2 separate regions of the Mus musculus genome follow, and region 2 is linked to region 1. Evidence: chromatin contacts called from public ChIA-PET data. All regions are on one chromosome and are shown on one strand. Each heading gives the region's core, a stretch centred on a gene start, on an enhancer-like site or on the middle of the called end of the contact. The rest is flanking DNA. Distances are from core to core; before and after follow the strand shown.

Region 1 (6,061 bases), core at 2,311-4,810:
GACCACGCAGCTGTGAACCTGTGAAAAGATCAGCCTGCATTAGAAGCCTGGAACATTAGGCTTCTACAGGGCCGGGTCTAGAAGGCACGGCAACTGTCACAAGTGAGGTTTTAGCCTAGAAAATCTCCATGTGGACACACGGAAGCAGTGACTTGTGTATTGAAATAAGAACTTAGGCGTCCCTGAGAATCTCTGGAACCATTATCAGTATTGATCCAGGCTTTACTTTCCACTTGGTAGGTACCTCCCTCCTTGCCCCTATCCCCAAACCTGTCATCCTTTCTTCTCTCCGTTGAGGCACTAGCTCTCTTCTGTTTCTGTATTTTCCTCTAGTAGACCCCATGATCCACGTTTGCCATACATTTATTTAGATTTGACAGATGTCACCCCACAAGCTTTCTTTCAAATCTCCTATAATACCTTGTGATACCACATTATAATTCCCAATTAAAATCAGGAAGACTGACCAGAGCATGTGGGATTGCAAGTTCAAGGACAGCCTGGGCTACCTCATGAGGCCTATCTACAGCCTAACTACATAGTGGGATCTTGTTAGAAAAGATGAAAAGATACTGCATTGTGGTCTGAAAAATCTCACCCTTGCTGCCTCACTTCTGAGGAAAGGCTTGGGCAGAGCAAGCAGGAAGGTCGCATCCTGCTGGAAATTACATGCCTAACCACCCATGGATGCTTTAAAACTTGCAAGAGTTTGCTTCTTAGACACAACCAATTCTGTTCAGTCTCATAAGCGACCTCCATTCCCGCTACCTTTTATAATGGTGGCATATGAGGGATGCAAAGGCCAGTTATAGGCCAGCCTGGGCTACATAGACCTTGCCTTCAACACAAATAAATAATGAAATAAAACCTTTTCATTTAGGCTCGGGTTAAGAAACCATTCTTAGATAATGTTAAGGAGTCTCATTTTGGGATTATTGTCTGCCCCCAGACTCTGTGTTCTCACACCTTTCTCCTTCCCCATTATGTTTTTGAAAGTGAGCGCTGAGTTTTCCATTTTCTTAAGAATTAATCCTCTCCCAGGACAAAGCTCAGTAAGGGTGGAGTGACCAGCCTCGAGGAAATAAAGTCATTCATTCTCCAGGAACATTGTCCTAGCCTCTCTGGAAATAATTATGCGATTCAGTTTTCCTGAAAATTTTACTATAGCATCTGTTTTCACAATTAAGTTGGAATTATTAATGGCCTTGGGCATCTGTGCCCAGCAAAATCATTTACCATTCCAGAAACCCTCACTGTGGGGTTTCCCTTCCTGCTTATTATTATATCATGGCTGGGCAGCAGGCGGGAACACCGTCTCACTCACCCAGAAGCCAGTTGCTTCTTCAGAGTTGCTTCAGAGGTGCTTCTTGGGCACCTCTGAAACCACAGCTGTTTCCCCTTCATGTGAATTCTGACCCACAGATCTTGGGAATTCAGGTGAGTCTGGTGCTGTGGAGCTTAGCTGCAATCACAGCACTTGGGAGGCTGGTACAATAGCGTTCTGGAGACACAGATTCGAAACCAGTCATGGCACAGTAGTGAGACCTCGTCTCAAAGCCAGACACTGGAAATGTCAAACCAACAAGAGCCAGTCTGGGTGAAAATTTCCGTAACACATGATCTTGGGGCAAGATCACCACATGGTGCTGTAACCCACTGGACTGTGGGCGACAGGGCCCAGTTGCGTTCCTGTCCCTTCCTTTCACTGTGGACAGTTGTATCTGTGGCATGTAATGCAAGAGAAGAAGGTGACCTGACAGCCAGTGCTGCCGAAGGGAGATCAGAAAGAGCTGTGTAGGAGCTCAAGAGCAGATGTTCTCATCACTGTGGCCTGGGGGCTGAGGGGTCCTCAGTGGAGGGCTGGGACCAAGGGAAGGAAATGGCTTCCCTCGGGATGGAGAATTTGATCTTTTGACTTCCTTCATTCCTTATCACCCGCTCCGATGGCTGAGGCTTTCCCCTTTCCGTGCGTTCCTTCTTATCTCTTCCGGCAAACAGAAATGTCCGTGCAATGGCCCTGAGCTTAATTTACAACCCCAGGGATGGTCCTTGCTGGGACATGTTTTTTTTTGTTTTTAGTTGGAATTTTTATTTAACATAATGTTCACTGGACAAATACTATTTCCCAGTTCTCTGGGCTGCACACAAGTTTACCGGTCAGGAAGAGGGACTTTTTCCATGCTTAGTGTTAGTTAGTACACATTGACTGTTATAACAGTAATTATTATCATCAACTTAGGAAACGATATGCTTAGTGATTTTTTTTTTTAAATCACAGATAGTTAAACCTTCCAATATCGCTAATTTCTTAGAGTTACGGCAGCCACGTCATCACAAAGACATTGCTTCCCAGAAGTAGTTATCCCCTGGGATATCACAGTTACTGCATGGGATAGATAAGAATTGTCACGTGTAGCTTATAAACTCATGGATGCTAATTACTGCTTGTTAAGCACACATTTAAGCCCTGTGTCTCTGTGAGCTCAGTTATACAAGTCAGAGTCTATGGAGGAAAACTGACTTGACCCTCAGGCCCCCACATCTGTATGCATGCACACACACACACACATGCTCACACACATGAACAGTACATACGTAATGAACTACAGAGCATGCAAGACGTTTTTTGAGATCAGTACTGTGTAGATATACAAATGAAATGGTACTTAAATGAGAGAGAGGATGACTGAGACCAGAAACTCCTTAATCACCTCACTAACACTGAGGTGAGATCTGTCTTGTTTATAGACTGCTGCTGTGGTAAGTTCCGATGTTCCATGGGGAGGTGTGTAGGGCTGATCCTGTCTCCATTTTGTAATTGAGGAAACTGGGGCAGAAAAAGAACAGTATTCCAGTAAGGCATTTACAGCTGCCTGTAAATTCCCATGAGAGGTTGGAAATCGGAAAGTGCCATTTGTGCTGGAGGAATAGCCTAGAGAGGTTTGGGGCATCTTTAAAGCCAGGCGTGGTGGTCCACATCTGCGGGCCCCATGAGAGAATCAAAAGTTAGAGACTGCCTGAGCTACATGGTGAGACCTGGTCTCAACAAAACAAAAAGTGAGAAAGTAAACTTTAAACAAGAAAGAAACTTTTTTTTTGAGTGGGAAAAACACAGCCCAATGAGAAAGAGTCTTGCAGGCATTTATAGACCCATCTGATAAAGGAATACTGGAAAATATTAAATTATTCATAAGTTGCCTGATAACTAGTAAATAAATGCATGACGGAACATTTAGAATTTGGCACAGCCTTTGAGAAAAGCTATTAAACAAATGTATTGTGCGAGAACAAAAGGCTTTAGTGAAATTTTTACTCGGATAAATTGGATGACAGACAGCTAAACTCCCAACTAAAGCTACAAATGAACGTATCACAGTGATCTAATTAGTGAGTTATCTTATAGGGCCAGTTGACTTTAAAAATTATATTTTGAGGGAGCGAAGAGGCCTGGTTCTTGGAGGTGAGACGCTGCTGAGTGGGGCTTGCTTGCTGCCCCTGGGCAGATGGCATGTCCTCGGCCACACTCTGATCCCCACAGATAACCCTTCGGATTGCTTGCCTGCTGTTTGAAGACCGTGTTGCAATCTTTAGCCTTTATTGGGCAAATTGATCTCTTAAAGACATTGTGGTCTGGCAGGGCCACTTCTTGTTCATTAGGTCTGAAGTGTGTTTTAAATAGCTACATTCAATTAGACTCGCCACCTGAGAGCACGAGAAGAAAATGTGCCTCTTGCAGACCACAGGAGCAGGGGGAGGCTTTGTGTTGGATTGTGGTTAATCTGCCGTCTGCACTTCCTGGACAGAAACTGCTTAAGTAAAGAGCACGTGTTGGGGTTTCTTCCATAAAAATCAAAGTTCTGTGTGAAGTAACAGGGCAGTCACATATTCATGACTAAATTTTTCATTCTGAGTGGAAATCCTGGGAGAAGATAATGCTTATTATCTAGAGCCTGTGGTTAAATATTTTCAAAGACGCTTATAAAAATTGGGATAGGAGGAATAAGAGAAAGAAGCTGCCCCATGGGGTGGGGACACCTCTCTTTGGTGGGATCTTTGAGAAGGCTATAATAACCTAAGGCTCAGGTAATACCCGGGCTAAAAGTACACGCAGAGCGAGCGCCCACACCATAGAGGGTTAAGGAATTCACCGTCTCTCCTACATTTTTAACTGTTAAGGTTTTTTGTTCTTTAAGTATTCTCTATGCTTCATGTCAATTGTTACACATTTAAATTTTTTTTTTCTTAACTTGTGTATCATAAAATGGAATCTTTTTGAGGAGAAGGGAAACAAATACTAGATAACCCCCTGGATCATGTGATGTGACTGTGGAGAGGGGCCAACAGGAAGAGCAGGCCTGGCCACAGTTTTCCAGGAAGGCTTTGAGGATGAAGGGAATCCGATCTCAGCAGTCCTGAGGGTGTGCAGTCTCCCAGGGGGATTGTGGAGGGCTGTGGGTTAGGGGCCTTCAGGAGGAAAGCTGTGCCTTCAATGGCTTCCTTGGAATTTTTATTTTCTGTGTGTTTTTCCTAGAACATCACTCTTCTTTCCACATGTGGTAATTGTTGTCCCTTCCTTAGCCCTCTGCCCCAGGCCTGATGCTGGATCTTCCTGCGGCATCCTGGCAGTGCTGTTGAGAGAACTCCAAAGGGTCCTCATGGTCCCACATGAGTTCATGTTTTCATGGGGTCACTTACGGATTGCTTCATGCTCTTTCTATGGACCAGATGAGCAGAAAATCTCCACCATCCCCTGTGTCTGCTAGGGGTGTGTCTCTTAGTACCTGAGACAAAAGTGAGGAATGTGGTGGTGGGAGGAAGAGTTCTGGGCCAGCTGTCACCCAGCCATCTGATCTTCCTGTTGAATGTGGGCTACAGTAGCAGTTACAGTGGCAACATTGGTTTTCCCCTGCACAGGGTCTAGAGCAGATGCGTCTCCCACAGGGTGTACAGCAGGAGGCTGCCTGTCACTACCTCCTACTGCCTCCCTTGCCTTTCATTTTCTTATCTGTGTGTGTGCTTCCACTCCATCCCTGCTGCTTCTCATAAAATAATGACGTGTTTACTTTAAGACAGAGCAGGAAATACACATTGCCATTTAGATATGAAATTATCTGGAAAGACTTAGAATCTTATTGTCCTGCCCCCTGCTGTGCTGCTGAAGTCCCCTGTGGCCTCTTCCTTACTGCGTTCTCCTGCTCTCCCTTCTCTGCTCCCATGAGATAATTAATAATAATAATAATAATAAAATATTTATATAACAAAACAATATATGTACTGCTGTCACAGAAGGCATTATATTTCGTACTCTGCTAACAGCTTTTCTTAGCTTCTTATTTGACAATCTTTGGAATGTCTATAATAAATGCCTGGTTTATTTTTCTGTGGAAAAATGTCCCTTGGTCATCCAGGGCTGGCCAACATGCTGCTTTTCTCTGCTGATTCCTTCCTGTGACAAGAGTCAGGCTTTCCCCAGATGAAAGGTGGTGATCTCAACCCATTCACCTCAGGAATGACCTAGCTAGGCCTCACTACGTCTCTTCAGTAAGTGGTTAAAACTGGGTCAGACCTGGCTGTACTACACTACACAGAGTTCCATCCCACCCCTGTTCCTGAGACACACTGCCTGAACCACATGGGGAAAGGACAGCACCTGCCACTTCTAGTGTGACACAGGTATTAAAGCTCTTATTGAGGAGCAGAGAACATTCCAGAACTGAGGGTGGTCTTGGTTTTGTGCCATTCAAACCAGTTGGCTTCCTGTCTCTCAGGAAGGTTGTCTGTGAGACAAAGTGTGTGGACTAGAATCTACCACCTTTGAGAAGACAATGACCTGAGGAGACACAGAATGCTGAAGGAGGCACTGGGGTTGTCCGTACACTGTTTTCATGAGATGGAAGAGGAAGGAGACCTTCCACTTTTGGAAGAAGTGTCCAAAATCTTGATAGAATGTAGACAGAAGTCACAGCCTCCCCTCTGTCCTTTTGGTTTGTTTCTGGCCACATTTGGGGACTAGGGCTGAGAGACAACTCACCAGGCCAGAGGTGGGTCCTAGCCTTCCTTT
Region 2 (6,321 bases), core at 777-3,276, 110 kb before region 1:
TATTTTCTTGCCCCTTGACATGACCCTTGAGAAAAAGAGCTATTATCACCCCATTACACAAGGAAGGCAAAGACTGTAAAGAGTTGGGGAAGGGACCTGGTCTGTCTGACCCTAGAATTGTTAGTTCAATAACTGCATTATGCTCCCATTTCCATCCTATGGAAACTGATATTATCTGTCATTAGCCATAACACTTCTTAATTATTAAATCTATATTGTAAAGATAAGTAGTTAATAAGTATATATAATAATATATAGATAATTAATAATAATAAGTATAGTTAGTAATACTAACTATACTTTCCTGAGAGAACCTGTCATTGTAAAATGGCATTTTTCCAACTTTGGGTAGAAAAGTGACCTTCTGAAAAAATAAAATCATAGTATTGGTAGATAATTCAACAAAAATAAACAAACAACAACAAAAACCAAATCTCTGGTGGGTCTTGCCAGTTTTTCTTTGAACTGATGAATTCTAGAATTCAAGCATGTACAACGTGTTTTGTACAATGTCTGCTAGATGTGATGACTGAAGTTTTGCCAACGCCGGTGCTTCATCTCCTGGAGCAGCAGGGATATGCTCTACCATTTTGCTCAGTCATAAGTTGGTTTTAACAAACAAAATGAGAAGAAAAAAGTTTTAAAGCAATTGGAATTAGAATTGAATCATATAATGTCAAGGAATTATCATTAACTTATTAGGTGCAAAAATGGCATTATTATTTTAATGTAAAGTCCATAGGTTTTATGGAGAGTAGCAGGAGAAGGAGCTAAAAGGCACATCTTGCATTTCCTCTAAAGTCCAGGAAATTTCAAAAGCTGGAAAATAAAAAAGAAGAGACCATTTGGATTTTAAAATCTGGGTGATGAAATGAATGTGTTTGGACTTTCTCAAATGACGACATGCAAACGTTCAGTGTTCTGCCACCATAAGCTGGCACACTTTCTCTGTGAGAGCTTGAACGACTTGTTCTTCTGTAAAACGCGATACCATCATCTAATCTGTGTAATTTTTTGGTGGATAACATGAGATGCTTGGCGCCAGAGACTCATCTGGTCCATGTCAGTGTCCTTGTTTCCAACTCTTCTCCCACTATGTGTCATATGCAAATGTAAGCGGTAAGGTGGCCCATGGTAACGAATCAGTCTACCAAATGTGCTTTGAGGGGTCTTAAACAAACCTCTGCAGTGCAATTGTAGGACTCCATTTATAGAAATAACACATACAGAAACATGCTCACAGACCCCACTTGCATAGAGCTGAGCTAGGAAGTGATAATCATTTGAAAATGGTTCTTAAAATGCTGCTCTGTAATTTTTTAAAATTTTGCATCGTTTCAAAGTTCTATTAGTTGGTTTGACTATAAACATATTTCATAAATTAATATGCATGTGCAAATACAACTTGCCTGACACTATCAAAATACCTCAGCCTGTGTCATAGAGACATTGCTTAAATTTCCAATTAACACAATTTTACAGAAATCCCTTAAAGTCAAAACTGCTGCTGACAAAAACTTCAGCCACTTTGTAGCCAAAACACTGTATTTCTATATTAACATAAATAACCCATAGGCAGATGCACTCTTTTTATTTGTATAACTCTGAGGGTTATTAACGAAATAACAAAGAATTATGTCTAAACTAGACGGTCTTTGAAGCTTGATGAATCCCAGCTGTGAGGGATACTTGAAGAAGAATGAGTCAGAGACACCTCTTCACCAGCTTGCTCTCAGGTCACCCCGTTTTCGCTTACAGAAACTAAGGGTGATGCCTTAAAAGGCATTTATTCTGAGACTTTTACACAAGAGCAAATTCTGTGCCACGTGGATAGTTTAAAATTTTAATTAAGAGCAGACATTCATCATTTTCACTAGCACACAACTGTACTCAGACTAGTCTAAAGGGCAGTGGAACAATTTAATACGTTAAATCCTGTCAAAAATAACCTATCAAGGGGACGACAAAAAGGAACTCCAGCTTTGAAGCTTGAAAAAGAAACTTACTTCTCTGTGAGACGTCATCTGTCTTTAGGGTCTGTTTCATGTTTCTTCAAACGTTCCATGTCAGCCCTTCCCCATAGCAAGATTTGAGAGAGAATTATGCAATTTATTGCCATGCTTTAAGCGTGTTATCGTACTGTTGTGCCTGCTCAGGATCAAGAACCCCAAAAGACCACCAAGGCGCCGGTTCCAATGTGATCGCACTAGGCTCGTTTTTACGCAAGCTCAAACTTGGACTCTCTGCCGACCCCGATGCAGCAGGGCAGGAGAGTGAAGCCCCGAGCCCAGTTACAAGGAAGCTATAGAGGCAACCACATAAGCAAAGGAGTTTTCAACTTGGCACACATTTGATTGGAAGGCTATCATTGCCCTTTAAAATGAGTGGCTAGTGCTAGGGGCCAAACCATAAACCTAACTTCTGCTTTTCTCTTGATTGGTGGTTGTTAGGGAGTGACCTAGAGACTAGAGTTAGGTACAGGCTTGTTAGTTAACTCGAGTTTGACCTTAGATCAGGTTCTTTTAGATGGAGCCTGAACCCAAGATAGAGTTCATCTGGTCTCTCAATACTCTTCTCTTTGATAGTTTTGGACTGTTTTTGTTTTGTTTTGTTTTTCTGGAAACAGTAAGAAGATGACTCTGAGGTGGCAGGATTTACAGAAATAGAGACTAATAGGAGTACTGATGGGGGAGGGGGGTGGGGGAGGGGGTGGACCAGAAGGGGATGTAAAAAGAACATTTTGCTACTTTGAAAGCTACAACCTAAAAGCTTTGTGTTCTGAACACAGAAACAGGATGTGCACTCATGACAAATATCAGTAGGGTCCGTGAACTCTGCATCTAATACAGTTTGACTAAGTCTGATAGCTACATACAAGAAGAGAAGTCATATGTATTGAGTGTCTCTTTGGTGGCATGAAGTACAGCAGGGAGATGCTTTGCACACTTCTGCTTACATTATCTGCCCCATGAGGTAGTGCCTCTTTCTCAGTGCATAGATCAGGACATGGAGACTCAAAGGAATTGTGGAGTCAGTGTTCCTACAGCAGAACTTGGTTTGCTGTAGCAGCAAGGATCTGGGCTCTCTGTGGCTTCCCAGTTGATCAAAGGCAGAGAAAGGACTGTGGGATGATCCTGTCCATTGAAGACTTTTAAGCCATAAATTAATGGGGACCAGTGAAGAAATGTCTCCAAACGACATAGACACAGCAGTTAGGAACTTGGGTGAGATAGCTTTAACCACACATCAAACATCTGGATCCAGTGCTCTTCATCTCCATGTGGCTCTTAGTGTTGAGATGCTGACAACAGCTAAGAAGTTGAATATTCACACAAACCTACAGAGAGCTAAACACACACACACACACACACACACACACACACACACACACACACACACACACATACACACACACACACACACACACACACACACACACTGATGGTTTGGGGGTCTTTAAATCCTCCCCCATCTTAGGCAAGAACATATTCTTGTATGCCAGTAAAGGACTCTTCAGATGCCCCTTGGGTACTTGGTAAACACAAATTGTCTCAGGGTTAACCACTGTGATGGCACAATCTTGGACTGCATCCATCAGTGGTGAGTATTCCCTAGGATCCTGGATGGTGAGTTCACTCGTGTCAAGCCAATCCATCAGAAAGAACAAAAACAAACAAAAAAAATTGTGTTGGCATGGAAAATCTATGGCATTATCCCATCCATTGGAGATCTGGGCAATGCACAAGGAACTAGTATTTATTTTATTTTTACCCATCAGATGAAATATATCTTAATTATTGTGTGTAATTTGGGGTCAGATGAGACTGGACAGTTATGAGACTCAAAGCCTGAGAGAACCACAACCTTCAGTCATCAAGTCAACCTCTATTAAAGGGGAAGGAGGTTGTAAGCAGAACAGGAACCTCACTACCCACCAGCAACTGTCTTTCCCTACAAAATGAGATGCTCTGAGAAAAGCCCAGTAGAGAAGTGAAGCAGTAGCTACTCAAGATAGCTACTGGGAGAATGTAAAGGGTTTCTTCTGTATGGAAGGGGCTGCCTGTGGATAAGGTGAGGTTCTTCAGCCCGCTAAGCAGGGATCAAGCACAGTCTGAGGTTAGACAGGGGGTGGGGCATAGACAGGGCATTTTAGGACACTGGCACTCATGATAAATTAGCTTTCTCTGGCCCTTGTTACTTCCTTTCTATGTTTTCATAATGCAGTATTTATTAGTTAATATTACAGACTCAGCAAGGTAATTTCTATTTGGGAACTGCTACCAATTTGCTCTGAAAATTGAAGAACGCCTCTCTGAGACTTAATGAAACTTCCTCAGTCTTTTTTTTTTTTTTAATTTGGATATGTTCTTTATTTAAATTTCAAATGTTATCCTCTTTCCCAGTTCCCCCACCCCCTATCACATCCTCCCTCCCCATGCTTCTATGAGGGTAATTCCTCCACCCACCCACCCTCTCCCACCTCCCCGCTCTTGATTACCCTAATGGGGCATCTATCGAGCCTTCATAGGACCAAGGAACTCTCCTCCCATTGATGCCTGACAAGGCCATCTTCTACTGCACATGCAGCTGGAGCCATGTGTACTCCTCACTTGTTGGCTTAGTCCCTCGAAGCTCTTGGGGGTCTGGTTGGTTGATATTGTAGTTCTTCCTGTGGGATTGCAAACCCCTTCAACTCCTTCAGTCCTTTCTCTAACTCCTCTATTGGGTACCCTATTCTCAGTCCAATGGTTGGCTGTGAGCATCTGTCTCTGTATTTGTAAGGCTCTGGCAGGACCCCTCAGGAGACAGCCATATCAGGATCCTTTCAGCATGCACTTCTTAGCATCCACAATAGTGTCTGGGTTTGGTAACTGTGTAGGGCATGGATCCCCAGGTGGGACAGTCTCTTCATGGCCTTTCCTTCAGTCTCTGCTCTACACTTTATCTCCATATTTGCTCCTGTGAGTATTTTGTTCTCCTTCTAAGAAGGACCAAAGCATCCACACTTTGGTCTTCCTTCTTCTTGAGCTTCATGTGGTCTGTGAATTGTATCTTGGTTATTTGGAGCTTTTGGGTAATATCCACTGATCAGTAAGTATATACTATGTGTGTTCTTTTATGATGGGGTTACCTCACTCAGGATATTTTCTAGTTCTACTGGCTGGTTTTGTGTGTCAACTTGACACAGGCTGAAGTTATCACAGAGAAAAGAGTTTTAGTTGAGGAAATGCCTCCATGAGATGGAGCTGTAAAGCATTTTCTAAATTAGTGATCAAGGGTGGGGAGGGCCCCTTGTGGGTGGTACCATCTATGGGCTGGTAGTCTTGGGTTCTGTAAGAAAGCAAGCTGAGCAAGCCAGGGGAAGCAAGCCAGTAAGTAACATCCCTCCATGGCCTCTGCATCAGCACCTGCTTCCTGACCTGCTTGAGATCCAGTCCTGACATCCTTTGGTGATAGACAGCAATTTGGACATTTAAATGGAATAAACCCTTTCCTCCCCAATTTGCTTCTTGGTCATGATGTTTGCATAGGAATCAAAACTAAGACGCTAATTCTATCTATTTGCCTAAGAATTTCATGAATTCATCATTTTTAATAGCTGAGTAGTACTCCATTGTGTAAATGTACCACATTTTCTGTATCCATTCCTCTGTTGAAGGACATCTGGGCTCTTTCCAGCTCCTGGATATTATAAATAAGGCTGCTATGAACATAGTGAAGCATGTGTCCTTATTAAAAGTTGGAGCATCTTCTGGGTATATGCCCAGGAGTGGTATTGCTGGATCTTCTGGTAGTACTATGTCCAATTTACTGAGGAACCGCCAGACTGATTTTCAGAGTGGTTGTACCAGCTTGCAATCCCTCCAGCAATGGAGGAATGTTCCTCTGTCTTCATATCCTCACCATCATCTGCTATCACCTGAGTTTTTGATGTCAGCCATTCTGACTGGTGTGAGGTGAAATCTCAGGGTTGCTTAGATTTACATTTCCCTGATGACTAAGGATGTTGAACATTTTTTAGGTGCTTCTCAGACATTAGGTATTCCTCGGTTGAAAATTCTTTGTTTAGCTCTGTACTCCAATTTTTAATAGGGTTATTTAATTTTCTGGAGTCTAACTTCTTGAGTTCTTTGTCATCCCATATACAGTTACCAAACCCAGAACGTTATATTGGATATTACCACTCTATCAGATGAGGGTTAGTAAAGATCTTTTCCCAATCTGTTGGTTGCCTTTTTGTCCTATTGACAGTGTCCTTTGCCTTACAAAAGCTTTGCAATTTTTTCAGGTCCCATTTGTCAATTCTTTTTTTTTTTTTTT

What was found. ChIA-PET counts read pairs in DNA pulled down with a chosen protein or histone mark.
Region 2: a contact with region 1 is called in an RNA polymerase II ChIA-PET map of memory CD8 T cells, with 37 read pairs. The contact joins two enhancer-like sites. A contact is called at or near these places in 1 of 484 Hi-C or Micro-C datasets (LSK cells), 4 of 115 datasets of contacts at active chromatin or transcription factors (bone marrow-derived macrophages, double positive thymocytes, memory CD8 T cells and 1 more) and 1 of 9 other capture datasets (embryonic stem cells).

What each region holds. Positions count from the first base shown.
Region 1 is chr2:18,936,735-18,942,795 of GRCm38.p6, reverse strand. The region is part of intron 1 of Pip4k2a (phosphatidylinositol-5-phosphate 4-kinase, type II, alpha); the gene reads left to right. Among named protein-coding and RNA genes, the nearest start is that of Pip4k2a, 58 kb to the left of the region's middle. Within about 2 kb of position 3,560, at least 57 of the 459 cell types and tissues checked have an H3K27ac peak or open chromatin away from gene starts, as enhancers often do. A contact at or near this core is called in bone marrow-derived macrophages and memory CD8 T cells, where this site is marked.
Region 2 is chr2:19,046,031-19,052,351 of GRCm38.p6, reverse strand. No RefSeq gene overlaps it. Among named protein-coding and RNA genes, the nearest start is that of Gm33592, 42 kb to the right of the region's middle. Within about 2 kb of position 2,026, at least 66 of the 459 cell types and tissues checked have an H3K27ac peak or open chromatin away from gene starts, as enhancers often do. A contact at or near this core is called in bone marrow-derived macrophages and memory CD8 T cells, where this site is marked.